2 separate regions of the Mus musculus genome follow, and region 1 is linked to region 2. Evidence: chromatin contacts called from public promoter capture Hi-C data. All regions are on one chromosome and are shown on one strand. The core of a region is the stretch at or near the end of the contact, and the rest is flanking DNA. Distances in the headings are between cores, read along the strand shown.

Region 1 (6,335 bases), core at 517-3,016, 190 kb before region 2:
ATCCAGCCTTGGTTTAATTTTAAATTAAATATTAAAAATGGCATATCTATATGAAATTCTTGTCTTCATTTTTCTGGTTAATTTGAAGGCCTACTCCAAAAGTTTTTTTTTCTTTTCTCTCTTTTTTTTAACGTGTGTGTGTGTGTGTGTGTGTGTGTGTGTGTGTGTGTACACATGTGAATACTACATTTGTAGAGGTCAGAAAACAACTTTTGAGATAGAACATCTTTTCTCATTTTCCACAGTGTGAATCCTGGGATTGAACACAAGTGGTCAGGAGGCTTGGCCACAGGCACCTTTCCCTGCCAAGTAGATCCTATTCCAAGAGTCCTTGAAACTGTACATTAAAATGAGGCTTTAGCTCATTTTTTAGAGGTCTCTTGTGGCTGATCAGGCATCTAGGAAACAGACTACTTGTAGTAGAACCATCCTGTCCTAAGAAGCTCTGGGAATAGCTTATACAGAGTGCTGTATGAGTTACTTGTCTGCTGCTGTAATAGAAAACAACAGTCAAGACAGGTTAAATAAAGAGGTGTGTATTTGAGCCTACAGTTCCAGAGGGGTAAGAGGTCATCGCCATCATGGTAGAAAGGTGATAGCTGAGATCTCAAACCACAAGCAGGAAGCAGAGAGCAAAGTAGGAATGGTGGGAGTCTTTGAACTCTCAAAGCCTGCCCCAGTGACTTGGTTGTCCAGCGAAACTACATTTCCGCAATCCCCCAATTAGTACCTCCAACTGGAAACCAGGTATTCAAATGACCGAGCCTGGTGGGGGGGGGGGGGGCTTTCCCAGTCAAAGAACCACAAATGCCTTTTTTGAGGATAGAGAAAGGACCAGAATTGAGTTTTTCTCCTATTCTGGTCACTGATGTCCCTAGTGATTATCTTCCAGGTATAGACAGAGCTTTGTATCCATTCATCACTGGCAAGTGACTCAGAGTCCAGTCTAGTCCCCGCCCACCTCGTTTCCCCACACCCACCCTAACACTTTAAGGACCTAGATGTTCACCAAAACGAATTGCTACCTCTAGTGGTACTGCCTATTCAATCGGATTAGACCTTACACACCGCGCCTGCTGTCCCTGTGACCATCACACAGTGAGATAGCCTTCTACCAGAGGTCAGCCCTCAAGATCCCAGCCTAAGCTTGGGAAGCAACTGCCTTTGGTGCCACTAAGACTCTTTCTCTAGGGTGCAAATTCCTTTTAAGGTCATGTGTCCCGCCTCTCCCTACCATATAAGTCTAGTTTCTGCAAAGCAAGCCCCACCCAGAGCTTAGCTGGCTTTGACTTCGACCTGGGCTACTTGCCAGGAAAAAGCACCTGCCAGACTGGCTTAGACTAGTCCGAGTGAGCTGGTCTTTGGTGCCTGCCTTTCTACCTGTGTGGTAGAACTCTGAGGAAAGATGTACTCAGCTCTAAAAAGCCTACAGGCTGGCTTACATTTCAGGAAAGACCACAGAAGCTTGTGCAAGCCCCAACTCAGACGACCAGACCGATTCTTTCCCGCACCGAACCTGGAAAACTGAAAGGAAAAAGACCAATGAGATACCACAAGATACCTTGTCGTACCCTTAGTAAAATTCCTAAGCGGTCACCCGACCTTCACTCCCAAGCCTCACCTTTACGTAAATCGTCCATAGCACGGGTAGGCGAGTCCTGAAGCCTCTTGGCACCGCCCACCTCTCGCTTCCGCTCTACCTCATTGATAAATACCGCCCTGGGCGTGGCCCATCTTCAGCCCCGCCCCCGACGCGCCTATACTAGGGGGCGGTTCCGCGCGCGCACCCGCCTGCCGGCCTAGTTTCCCCGGGACCTCGGAGTTGAGGAAGCTCATACGACCTCCGCGTGAAGATGAACGGGACGCGGAACTGGTGTACCTTGGTGGACGTGCACCCGGAGAGCCAGACCGCGGTAGGTCGTCACCTTCACCCCGCCTTCCCACTCAGGCACAGTGGCTTTCCAGCTCCGCCGCTCGCGTGCCTCAGGCTCAGGTAGCCCATTTCACCTGACGCCGGGCTCAGTGCGGTCAGCCCCGCGTCGCTCCGTGGGCTTTTTCCTTTGCCCTGTGGCGGACTGTGGAGTGGGAAGCACAGGACGAAACACTGGCAGCTCCAGGGCTGGGGAGGTCCTGTCCTTGGCGCGGACACTGTAGCCCCGGCTCGGGCATGGGGCGCGTTACTCAGGCGTCTCGTGGGCAGCTAGATTGGGTCGTGGAAGACGCTCGAGGGACCGGATCCCTGCGCTGTTTCGGACGTTGCGCCGGCCCAGGTGGGTTACGCCTTTTCGCGTTTCCCGATGGCCTCAGAACCCCTTCAAAGACTTCTGTGATGGCGATCCTTTTACTAGGAAAGGGGGCAGAGGGTCGAATCCTAGGAGAGAGGGGAGAGCATGAGTGGGCGGGATAGGTCTCAGACAACTACGGAATTGGTACCAGATTCTACCTTTCGCCCAGAGGATTTATGGAGCTCTCCGCTCGACGGTCACCTCTTTTGGATTTCTCCTTTTTTTTTTTTTTTAAATCTTGCTTTTCTGGTCCCCAACCCCCTTTCAGCCAGCCAGTAGCTTCCTTGGTTTTGCTTTCATGTCCAGATGCCAAGTCCCTGTAGGGGAATAAGGGGATGCTGCGGAACTCCAGTGGAGAACTGAACCCACCTGGAGTGGGTTAGGGAGAGAGAGGGGGCATTCTCCAGTGCAATCCAGTCTGCCCTGCTCCCTTTATGCCCTCCTCACTCCCTCACTCCCTTTATGCCACCCTCAACTGACCACATATTTTTTTTTCTCTCCAGAGGGAAAGGCCTGTAATTTGATGCTGCATGTTTCTAGTCGTTGCTGGGGGATCCAAATACTCCATAGATCTGTGCTAATTAATTTATTTCCAAGTTGTTGTGGAGAATGAAATGAGAGCCAAAGTGATGGGGAGTTTGCGCCCCCACCCCCCCCATCTGATTCCTATGCGCCTGCCTGTCTCAGCATGTCCTTGAGGCAAAGCTAACCCAGCTACAGCTGGATTATGGCTCTTCAAAGAATTGTTGTAGAATGGGTGCTCATTTGAAGTTCAGAGTACAGCTGATCATTGAAGTCTGTTCACTGTCTCCTTCGACATTTTTGCCTAGAAATATGGAGGTTTCTTTCACATTACAAGTTTTGACATTGCCCAAAGCCCAGCCCACCCCCCAGCCTACCCCAGGTAAGAGAGGTTGACCAAATCAGATAAACAAAACCAAAGTCCAGCCAACAACTAGTCATATCCTATTGTCCCAGCCTCAAGTGCTCCATGCTCTTGGTGCTTTGGAATGGTTGAGTCAGGGAAAGAACATGGAATGAATAAAAGGGGTCATGGGCTTTAAAAAAAAAGAAAGAGGAAGAAGAATCATTTATTGTATTTTTATGCATACACTGTAGCTGTCCTCAAACACATCAGAAGAAGGCGTCAGATCCCATTACATATGGTTGTAAGCCACCATGTGTTTGCTGGGAATTGAACTCAGAACCTCTGGAAGAGCAGACAGTTCTCTTAACCACTGAGCCATCTCTCTAGACCCATGAGCTTCTTTTAGACGTAGAAAAAAGACCCACCTCATATAGAAGAAGGATCTTTAAAACCACAATCCTGGCAGTACAGAGAAGGATATGTCACCCGTTGCTGTCCCTTGATGCTTTTCTTTCTTGTTTGTTGGGACAGAAAGCAGAGGTAGAAAATAGCAATATGTCAGAGGGGAGACAGACTAGACTTGTGACTTATTTTATGGCTGGGCGGTGGTGGCGCACACCTTTAATCCCAGCACTTGGGAGGCAGAGGCAGGTGGATTTCTGAGTTTGAGGCCAGCCTGGTCTACAGAGTGAGTTCCAGGACAGCCAAGGCTACACAGAGAAACCATGTCTTGGGAAAAAAACAAAAGAGGGAGATAGAGAGACTTATTTTATTATAAAGCCAGGAGTGAAATAACCCTTGCCTGGTTTACTCTTGGAGACATTCCTGGGCTCATGAGGAAGGGCAGAGAGTAAACAATCAGTCAGTCAGGAGGCAGGCTTTGTCCTGGATTCTTCTCCTCTGAGCCAACCTGTAAATAAAATTTATGGCTCTGGACAGTCCCTGGGAACCTGTCATGTCGTCAGTCATGTACTCATACCATTGAGCATGCTCAGTGAGGGTGCAAAAGCTGTGAGCAAGGAAACGATTCAACTGATTTATGTGGTGCTGGGAGTTGAACCCAGGTCTTTGGCCACACCAGACAAGCATTTGTCTAACTGAGCTACATCCCCAACTCTATCTTTGTTTATTGGGAGTGCCTTTTTCTTCCGTAATCAGCTGTTTTTATTCCTGTTACTAAGAAACAAACAAAAACATAGTGGAAAAGCTGGGCATAGTGGTAAAAGCCTTTAATCCCAGAACTTGGAGGGCAGAAGTTGATGGATCTCTGTGAGTTTGAGGCTAGCCTGGTCTACATAGTAAATTTCGGGCCAGCCATGACTACATAGGAAGACTTTATTTCAAAACAAAAACCTTAGTGGAGGAGAAATAGCATTTAAAAAAAATAATAACTAACATGCCAGAGCGATGGCGAGGATAGTCTTTCTGACAAAAGCTTTGTGTCAGCTGTATGTATGTTTAATGGGATTAAAGGTGCAAACCACCTTATCTGGTTGTAAAGTGTATTTTAATGTCAAAAGTATTTGTTTAAAAGTGACATTGGTAAGTTATTGGCATATAAAGTACAAATAAATCTCAAACCCATTAGACAATCCTGTTACCTTCCTTTGGCTAAAGTAAACAGCAGAAAGTAACCTAGCTAGCTAAAGAGGAGTTTACTAGAAGGAAAAGATCAGGGCCTAGAAGTTAAAGGAAAGCTTCAATTAAAAGGTCCGAACCGAGGCAGTCCAGGACAGTAATGTGGATGATCCCTGCTTCTGGATGATTCTGGCCAGTTCAGGTCATTTTGCCATCCTTCTGAGATTCCAGGGAAAGGGGCCATTGTCCCCTGAGATTATCCTTAAGTAGGAATGGGCAGGGGTCCTTGATTGGCAGGGTTAGAAGATTGTCTAGTGAAGGATGACATGCTCCAGAGCAAAGCCAGATGTCACCAGTGGGGGACCGTGGAGGCAGTGTATAAAGGAGCACATGGCCACATGGAGTCTGCGTGGGTGACCTCTGCCTGCCTTCTCCTTCGCTCCCTCATTTTCTCCCTCCCTTTGACTTTTTAAATGGAAAGAATATATGTTAGAGGGATAGAGAGATGGCCCAGTCGTTCTAGGCACTAGGTACTGTTACAGAGAGACCCTGGTATGATTTTCTGCATCCACATAGTAGCTAACAACCATCCACAATTTCAGTTCCAGGAGATCAGGTGCCCTTTTTAAGCCTCCATTGGCACCAAGCTTGTATGTGGTATACATACATAAATGTGCCGTACATATTAAATAAATAAATAATATAATGGAAAGAATACTTGTACATAGTGTGTATTTATTTTTTGGCATTTTGAGACAAGATCTCCTGTACCCTAAGCTAACATTAAACTCCTGCTCCCTCTCTACCTCCCAAGTGCTCAGATTTCAGCATGGGCCACCATGCCACATCACATCCTGCTCTTGTACATGATTTTAAAAACAAAACTAATATCAAATGTTTTTTGAAGGAATGTATGTGTTCTCTACTTCTAAGTTCTGCTACATGGAAGTGGCCACTTTGAAATCTTGGCTGTTTGTTCTGGTGCAAACCTCTGTTTCTAAATAAAATACTTATAGTAGCGTGTTTCTTTTCTCTTTTGAAAATTGCAGTTGTTTACTTGGGGGCAGTAGCACAGGCATGCCACGCACATGTGTACAAGTCAAAAGACACGCCAGGGAAGTCCATTCTCTCCTACCATGTGGGTCTTGGCATCAGGTCTAGCAGCAGACACCTTTTTGCTGCTCCATTTAGTTAGCTCCCATTCCTCTCCTTCCTCTCCTCCCCTTTTCTTCAGTTCTTGTATTGAGGCTGCCTCACACCCAATGTTGATATCTTTAAACTTCTGATTTTCCTGCCTTCTCCTGATTCCTAAGGTTGCAACCATATGACAATGTGGCTGATTTATGTGGTGCTGCGGGTCAAAACTAGAACTTTGGGCATGGCAGGCAAGCCTCTAATTGAGCTATACCCCAGCCCAGTCCACACCTATTCTCCACTGGGGAAACAGGAAGCATGGAGAATTGAATCTGGGGCCTCATGCATGCTAAGGAGGTGTTCTACTGCAGAGCTGTGCCTTCTGTTTTAGCTTTGTTTTTGTCAGTTCTAGGCAGTCATTGGCTCCTATTGTAGGAATTAGAGGGAGGTTAATATCCCCCCCCTTTTTT
Region 2 (6,532 bases), core at 3,083-5,582:
TGAGAACCCAAGGAAGGAAACAAGGAAAAGAAATGAGAAAGATCAGTCAGGCAGGTTGAAGGGCAGACAGGGAGGTGTAGATGAGGAAGGAAGCAGCCACAGGGTCTAGGAGGAAAACAGCAAAAGTGAGATGGAGAGTAAAAAAATTTGAACGGGTGTGGAAAAGGAGAGAGCTGGTGGGAGTGAGTGCAGAGAGAGTCTGCATACTTTTCCAGAAAAAGAAACAAGGGAAGCTATAGCAGTCTGGCATTTTCAGACACCCCCTTCCTTCTCTCTGGGGGTGTTGTGTGTATGAGTGCTTGGGCAGGGAGGCAGCGGCTGGTGGCAGCTCTCGTATTATCCTTGTAGACCAAGACTGCACACAGCGTCTAGCATGATGTCTTGCTTACACATAGTAGGTGCTTATCAAATGTAAAGAACCTGTGACAAGTAGAGAATCTTGATTCCTTCTGTGGGAACAGGCACAGATGCCAGGCTCCCCTTGAGGGCAAAGTACCCCATTTCTCCTTCCTTTGCTTCCTTTGGTTGGGTTCCTAGAGTAGATCTCAGAGTCAGATGAAAGGAGGCAAAAAAAAAAAAAAAAAAAAAATAGAAACTATTTTTCTCCAAAACAGTTATACTTCTAAACCTGGTTGTATGTTCCAGGTTGGCCCTCTGTGCTCCAGCCCCATACCTGCCCCATGTGTCTGTTGGCATCAGCTCTCTGTGATAGCAATCCTGGCTCACCATCCATCCATTCTCCACTGGCAGCTTCCATAGAACACCCTGCTTCCCCTTCTGCCCAGGGTGGAGCAGCTGTCTCTGAGACTCCCAGATGCATCCCAGAGGCCTCCATTCCTGAGTTATCACAGCAAGCAGGTTCCTCCTCTGAAACTGAAATAACACTGCCACATCCTAGGGATTGTCCCAAATGTGCTAGACCACCCTTTATGATATGGATCAAGAAACTAAGACACAGAGTGATTAAATAACTCGCCAAGATCACACAGCTAGAAACACCTTCGTAAGATTCCAGCCTGGGCAAGGTGGGGCCTGAGGTCAGGCACTGAATGCCCACACCCAGCCTTGCAGGAATGAACTGATGTGAACCTGGCCTTTCTTTACCTCTGTGCTCACTGAAACATTGAGGAAGACTTTGTGCTTCCTGCTACTGCCCTGTTCCCTACTGACTGCTTCTGACTCCTTTAATCTGGCTCTCTGTAGCCTGAAGCTAGATTCGGTGAGGTGTATATAAATATATATGTGAGTGAAGTGAATGTATGTGCAGAGCCTTGGTTACACTTCATCATGCAGATGCTCAGGCCCTCCCAGTAGGGTGCCCTAAAATGTGTTGGGAGGGTGAGGTCATAGGAGACTCCACACTGAGTGGCCTGGAGATGCCATGGGAGTGCCAGGGGACCAGGAAGTTGAAAGCTGTAATTCTCCACAGTAACTTTCCATTCACCTGCCCCACCCCCACTTCTCCATTCTTGCCTTCTAATCTGATCTTGACATTTATGGAGACGCTAAACAGATCACGCCCTGTGAATGTGGGAGACCCCGCTGACAGGCCCACTGATCTCATTACCCTGTGTCTTCTCAGCAGATCTGCCGCCCTGCTGCCCATTCAGGCTCGAGCCTAATCACATTAATCGAAATATTAAACATTCACAAAAATGAATTTCAATGAACCCCTCTTGTTCCTTTTCCCAGGCAGCAACTTGGAGAGAGCTAGAGTCAGCAAAGAATTTTCAATCCTTTGCTTAGTGTCCAGTCTATATTGGTACGGTCTGAGAGAGGGTAGAGGGTACTCCGGAGACTCTCCTAGCTGAGTGGCTATGGGTATGTCTCTGAAGTTCTGTCACTCTGAGGGGATGGCAGCTCTGTGAGGTAACGACTAAGGAGCTCTGTGACTCAGAAGCCCATCCTTGGGACCCTCTTTCTGGGGAAAGGAGGCTTCAGGCTGTAATTCCCCCAGGGGATTTTTCCAAAGCTCACTCTTTCCTATTACTCTTCAGCCAAAGCTAAGTTGCTATGTATTAAAAAAAATTACTGACTTTAAGGTGCTGGAGAGATGGCTCAGCAGTTAAGACCACTGGCTGCTCTTTCAGAGGACCCAGGTTCAATTCCCAGCACCTATATCACAACTAACAATCACATGTAACTCCAGTTCCAGGAGACCTTAGGCCCTTTCCTGGCCTCCACAGCAATACACATACATGATACCCAAATATACATGCAGGAAGACACCTATACATATAAAAATAGGGTTAAGAATGGTAGCACATCCCTTTAATTCCAGCTCTTGGAAGGTAGAGGCAGGCAATCTCTGTTCCAGGCCAGCCTGGTCTACATAGCAAGTTCCACCACAGCCAGGGCTACATAGAAAGACAACAAGCCCCCAACAGGTTATTGATTTTACATTGCTATCTTCTTCCTCTTCCTCTTCCTCTTCCTCTTCCTCTTCCTCTTCCTCTTCCTCCTCCTCCTCCTCCTATTCCTCCTCCTCCTCCTCTTCCTCCTCCTCCTCCTCTTCCTCCTCCTCCTCCTCTTCTTCTTCTTCTTCTTCTTCTTCTTCTTCTTCTTCTTCTTCTTCTTCTTCTTCTTCTTCTTCTTCTATCTTCACTATTATGATTTTATTGTGTATGGGGTGAGTGTGCCACAGTGTGTGTGTGAAGGTCAAAGGACTCTCAAGAGTGGATCCTCTAATTCCTTCCTCCTTTACTGGGGTTCGGGGATCAAATTTGGGACTTGAGGTTTATGGGATGTTTTACCCATTGACCATCTTGCTGGCTTGTTTACTGCCTGTTTGTTTTTTGAAACATGATCTCACTATGTAGCCCTGGCTGTCCTGGAACTCGATACACAGACCATACTGGCTTCAAACTCATGAAGACCCTCTTTGCCTCTGCCTCAGGAGTGCTAGGAATAAAGGTGTGTACTTGTTTACTGACTTTTAAATAATTGTGTATTTGTTTATTTGGAGTAGGGTCTCCTGTATCCCAAGCTGGCCTGGAACTCACTATGTAGCCCAAGATAAACTTCTGGTCTTCCAGCCTCCACTTTCCAAGTCCTTGAGGTTACAGATATAACCCACTGTCTGTGTCTAGCTTGTGAAGTTACTTTGAAAAATAATTTTATGGAGCTGAATGATGGCACACACTTTTGATCCCCACACTTAGGAAACAGACACAGGCAGAGAGCTCTTGTGAGTTCGAGGCCAGCTTGGTCTGTGCAGTGAGTTCTAGGCCAGTCAGGGCTACAGCGAGACCTTATTTTGATTAGAGATCATCTTAAAGGACTGGGGAGATGGAAGTCCTGAGTCAAAAGCGTCAGCACTCTCGTAAAATGCTGGGTGCTGTCTTGAGTCTGTGCTTCCCTCGCTGGGGCAGCGGAGAATGTGGACATCTGTGGACTCCTGCACCCCAGGCCTTCCTGGCCAGTCACTGAGCTCCAGGCTCAGTGTAAGGTCAAATAGTGCGTGACTAACACGGGGTGAGGACCTCTTGTTTCTACATATGTGCACAGCACACACATGCACATGTGCACAACACAACACACACACACATGTGCACAGAAAGATTTTATTTAACCTACTATTTTCAAAACACTATTTGAACATGCAATGCATATAAAGTTATTGAAACAGTTTGCATTATTTTCTTCCATTAAGTCTTCAGGATCCAGAGTGCATGTTAAATGTCTGGCATATCTAACATAGCCGCATTTCAAGCATTTGGGAACTGAGAGACTGTGCCAGACACACTAGCTACAAGTCTATATGGATTTTATCTTAGTCTCTCCCTCCAACAGAAACTATCACCCTTTAGTAACCTCTGCTCTTGCTGGTGAAACAGTGCTTCTGGCAGATGGCAGCTTATCTCCCTCACTATTAACTCGATCGCCTAAAAAAAAAACAGATAAACAATCCAAACGATTGCTAACCCATATGGGCCTCTAGGAAGAGGCTTATAGCCACAGTCTGATTCACCTGCTTATGGGCTTGGGATTGTTAACGCTGTTTCTGTTTCTGCTGCTCTGGTGGAGGCCTTCAGATCACAGAGAGATCCCTCCTTGACATATCATTTAGCTGTTTTCTCATGCTGTGTCTTGGCTTGGGCATGGGGCAGGATTGGGGGTGGGGATTGTTCATGAATCCCAAACTCCTCTGATGCCTCTCTGAAGGTCTCTGCTGGGCACCATATTTCTGAACAGGGAAAGCTTGTGTGTGTGTGTGTGTGTGTGTGTGTGTGTGTGTGTGTGTGTGTGTGTTGACAGACAGGCTCCTGCCCTTTCCAGGCAACTATTTTAAGAACTGTGGTTTTATGTTTCATTTACCCTTCTAAATAGATACTAGAAAAACAAATCTTGCAGCCAATTAGTTTCCTTTCCTTTTTAAATTCAGTTGAAAGTGAGAGAAATAATTTACAATTTATGAGGAGCCTAAGGTGAAGAGAAAATTAATCTACCCGAGGAAGTCATTCCAAGAAGGGAACTTCCGCCCGAGTACCACCCAGGTCCCGCAGTCTGAGTTTGAGAATTACAGAGCTTGGATCCCACCATGCTCTGGGGTGATTTCATATTTTAGGAATCCAGGACTTCAATATCTACTGTCTGTCTACAGAACAGATGGAATGCTCGGCTTCTGCGCCAGAGGGAAGAGAAGAAGCCTGGATTTCTTTCGGCAAGCACAGTCAGTGCCTGCCCAAGTTGGGAGCTGGGTTCTGGGGGACCCTGAGCTAGGAACCTCTTCAGTGGTTTTCCTCTAGCTAAGAAAATGCACGATTTGAGGTCGGGCGAGTGGGATCAAGAAGAAAGGCTCATTTCATATACAATTCAGCTCAGTCTTTAAGTCTGAGAAAAGTACTCCCCTGAAGTCTCCAAGTCCAAGTTGATTTAGCTAGATTGCCCTTGCTTCCCTCGGTGCGACTAGGCCTTCCTTGCCTGGAAAGGATTGGTTTTATAAAGGGGCGGGGCGGGCAGCGGGGCGGGTCTTTGTTACTGGGCGGCTTGTCGCCTAGACAACCGAGTGTGCTTGATGGAGACCAGAGGCCATGGGATAGTGGGGCCGGATCCCGGAACGCTGAACCCGGAGCAACTGGAGCAGTTGCGAGATTTCAAGGTGCGTGAGTCGGCGTCGCCTAAAACCCGTTTCTATCAAAGTGAAGCTCCTCAAGTCTGAGGTCCATTAAACAGGGAGGAAGGTCCCGAGAAAGGGGAACGGGGCACGGGGCCTGTTCCCCCAGCTAAGTGCCAGAGGACTAGATGGAGTGACCGTGAACCCAACCCTCCAGGCACTTGAAAGTGCAAGGCGAACCAGATAGGGGTCTGGCCAGAGAAGCGACAGTGGGTGTAGCTTAGTTGGCAGAGTGCTTGCCTCGCATGCACAGACCACTGGGTTTCAATCCCCTTCACCTCATCCCCACCTGCATTAACTAGCACGCCCTAGGTAGCGGCAAGAGGATCTAGAGTTCAAGGCCAACTTCAGCAAGTTCCAGCCCAGCCCAGGCAATATGAATTTCTTCCAGAAGAGAAAAGAAATGAGGTTACCTCAAGAGAAAATCCGAAGACAGCTTTCAAGCACTCTAGGAAAAGACCTGGCTTATGTTCACTCCCCCGCACCCCACACAACTTAACGTGTCCTTTGAGGGTTGAATCCTGGAGCTGTCTCACTAGATCTTGACTCCTGGTTGTTGCTCCCCAGATCCAGACTCGGATCGCAAATGAAAAGTACTTGAGAACCCACAAAGAGGTGTCTCTGCTCATCAGCGGCTTCTTCAGGTAGGTGGCTTGACAGGCTGGCATTGGGGAGCTAGTAAGAACTTTACAAAGGTGGCTGGGAATAGATGAATGGATTACTATGTGTGCCTCTTTCTTTAGACAAACTTTTTTTTTTTTAAGATTTATTTATTATCTAAGTACACTGTAGCTGTCTACAGACGCACCAGAAGAGGGCGTCAGATCTCATTATGGATGGTTGTGAGCCACCATGTGGTTGCTAGGATTTGAACTCAGGACCTTCGGAAGAGCAGTTGGTGTTCTTAACCACTGGGCCATCTCTCCAGCCCTAGACAAACTCTTAAAGCCACACAGGGAGAACCTTCAGTTTGAGGCCAGCCTGAGCTACACAGTGAAACCCAGACTCAAAACTGTTCCTTTTCCTTTGATTTATTTATTGATTTTTAAAAACAGAGTCTCATATAGCCCAGAGTGGCTTCGAACACAAACTCATTATGTAGCATAGGCTAACCTTAAACTTGTGATGATTCTTTCGACCACACCATCCCAGGGCATCTTGGTTTTGACCTCTTAAAAGTTAGAGAATTAAAAAAAAAAAAAAAAAGTCAGAGAATTCCCAAGAGTCAACCGTTTGTAACTCCGACACTTGTGAGTTTTCTTCAGTTATCTCTACACTCTTTAAAACCATAATGTTAATTTGCTTCACCTGTAAAGACAAACATACATTGCATGTCCCTGGGAGAGCGTATGTGGCATTGGGGAGCAGCAGGCAGGCATCAGTGTAAAACACTGTTCTCTCCCACAGGAGGATAGG

What was found. Promoter capture Hi-C pulls out the DNA fragments that hold promoters and counts their contacts.
Region 1: a contact with region 2 is called in a promoter capture Hi-C map of liver, with 3 times the contacts expected there. The contact joins the promoter of Tuft1 here to the promoter of Riiad1 in region 2. A contact is called at or near these places in 9 of 39 promoter capture datasets (the 3T3-L1 cell line, cranial neural crest, embryonic stem cells and 5 more), 4 of 115 datasets of contacts at active chromatin or transcription factors (embryonic limb bud, neural tube, pancreatic cancer cells and 1 more) and 2 of 9 other capture datasets (adipose tissue and pancreatic islet).

The regions. Positions count from the first base shown.
Region 1 is chr3:94,654,303-94,660,637 of GRCm38.p6, reverse strand. Tuft1 (tuftelin 1) reads left to right here and starts at 1,766. Exons shown (of 13, transcript NM_011656.3): 1 at 1,766-1,913. The coding sequence starts at 1,854. It also overlaps the pseudogene BC021767.
Region 2 is chr3:94,471,391-94,477,922 of GRCm38.p6, reverse strand. Riiad1 (regulatory subunit of type II PKA R-subunit (RIIa) domain containing 1) reads left to right here and starts at 4,332. Exons shown (of 7, transcript NM_025506.2): 1 at 4,332-4,427; 2 at 4,604-4,672; 3 at 5,001-5,101; 4 at 5,684-5,760. The coding sequence starts at 4,609.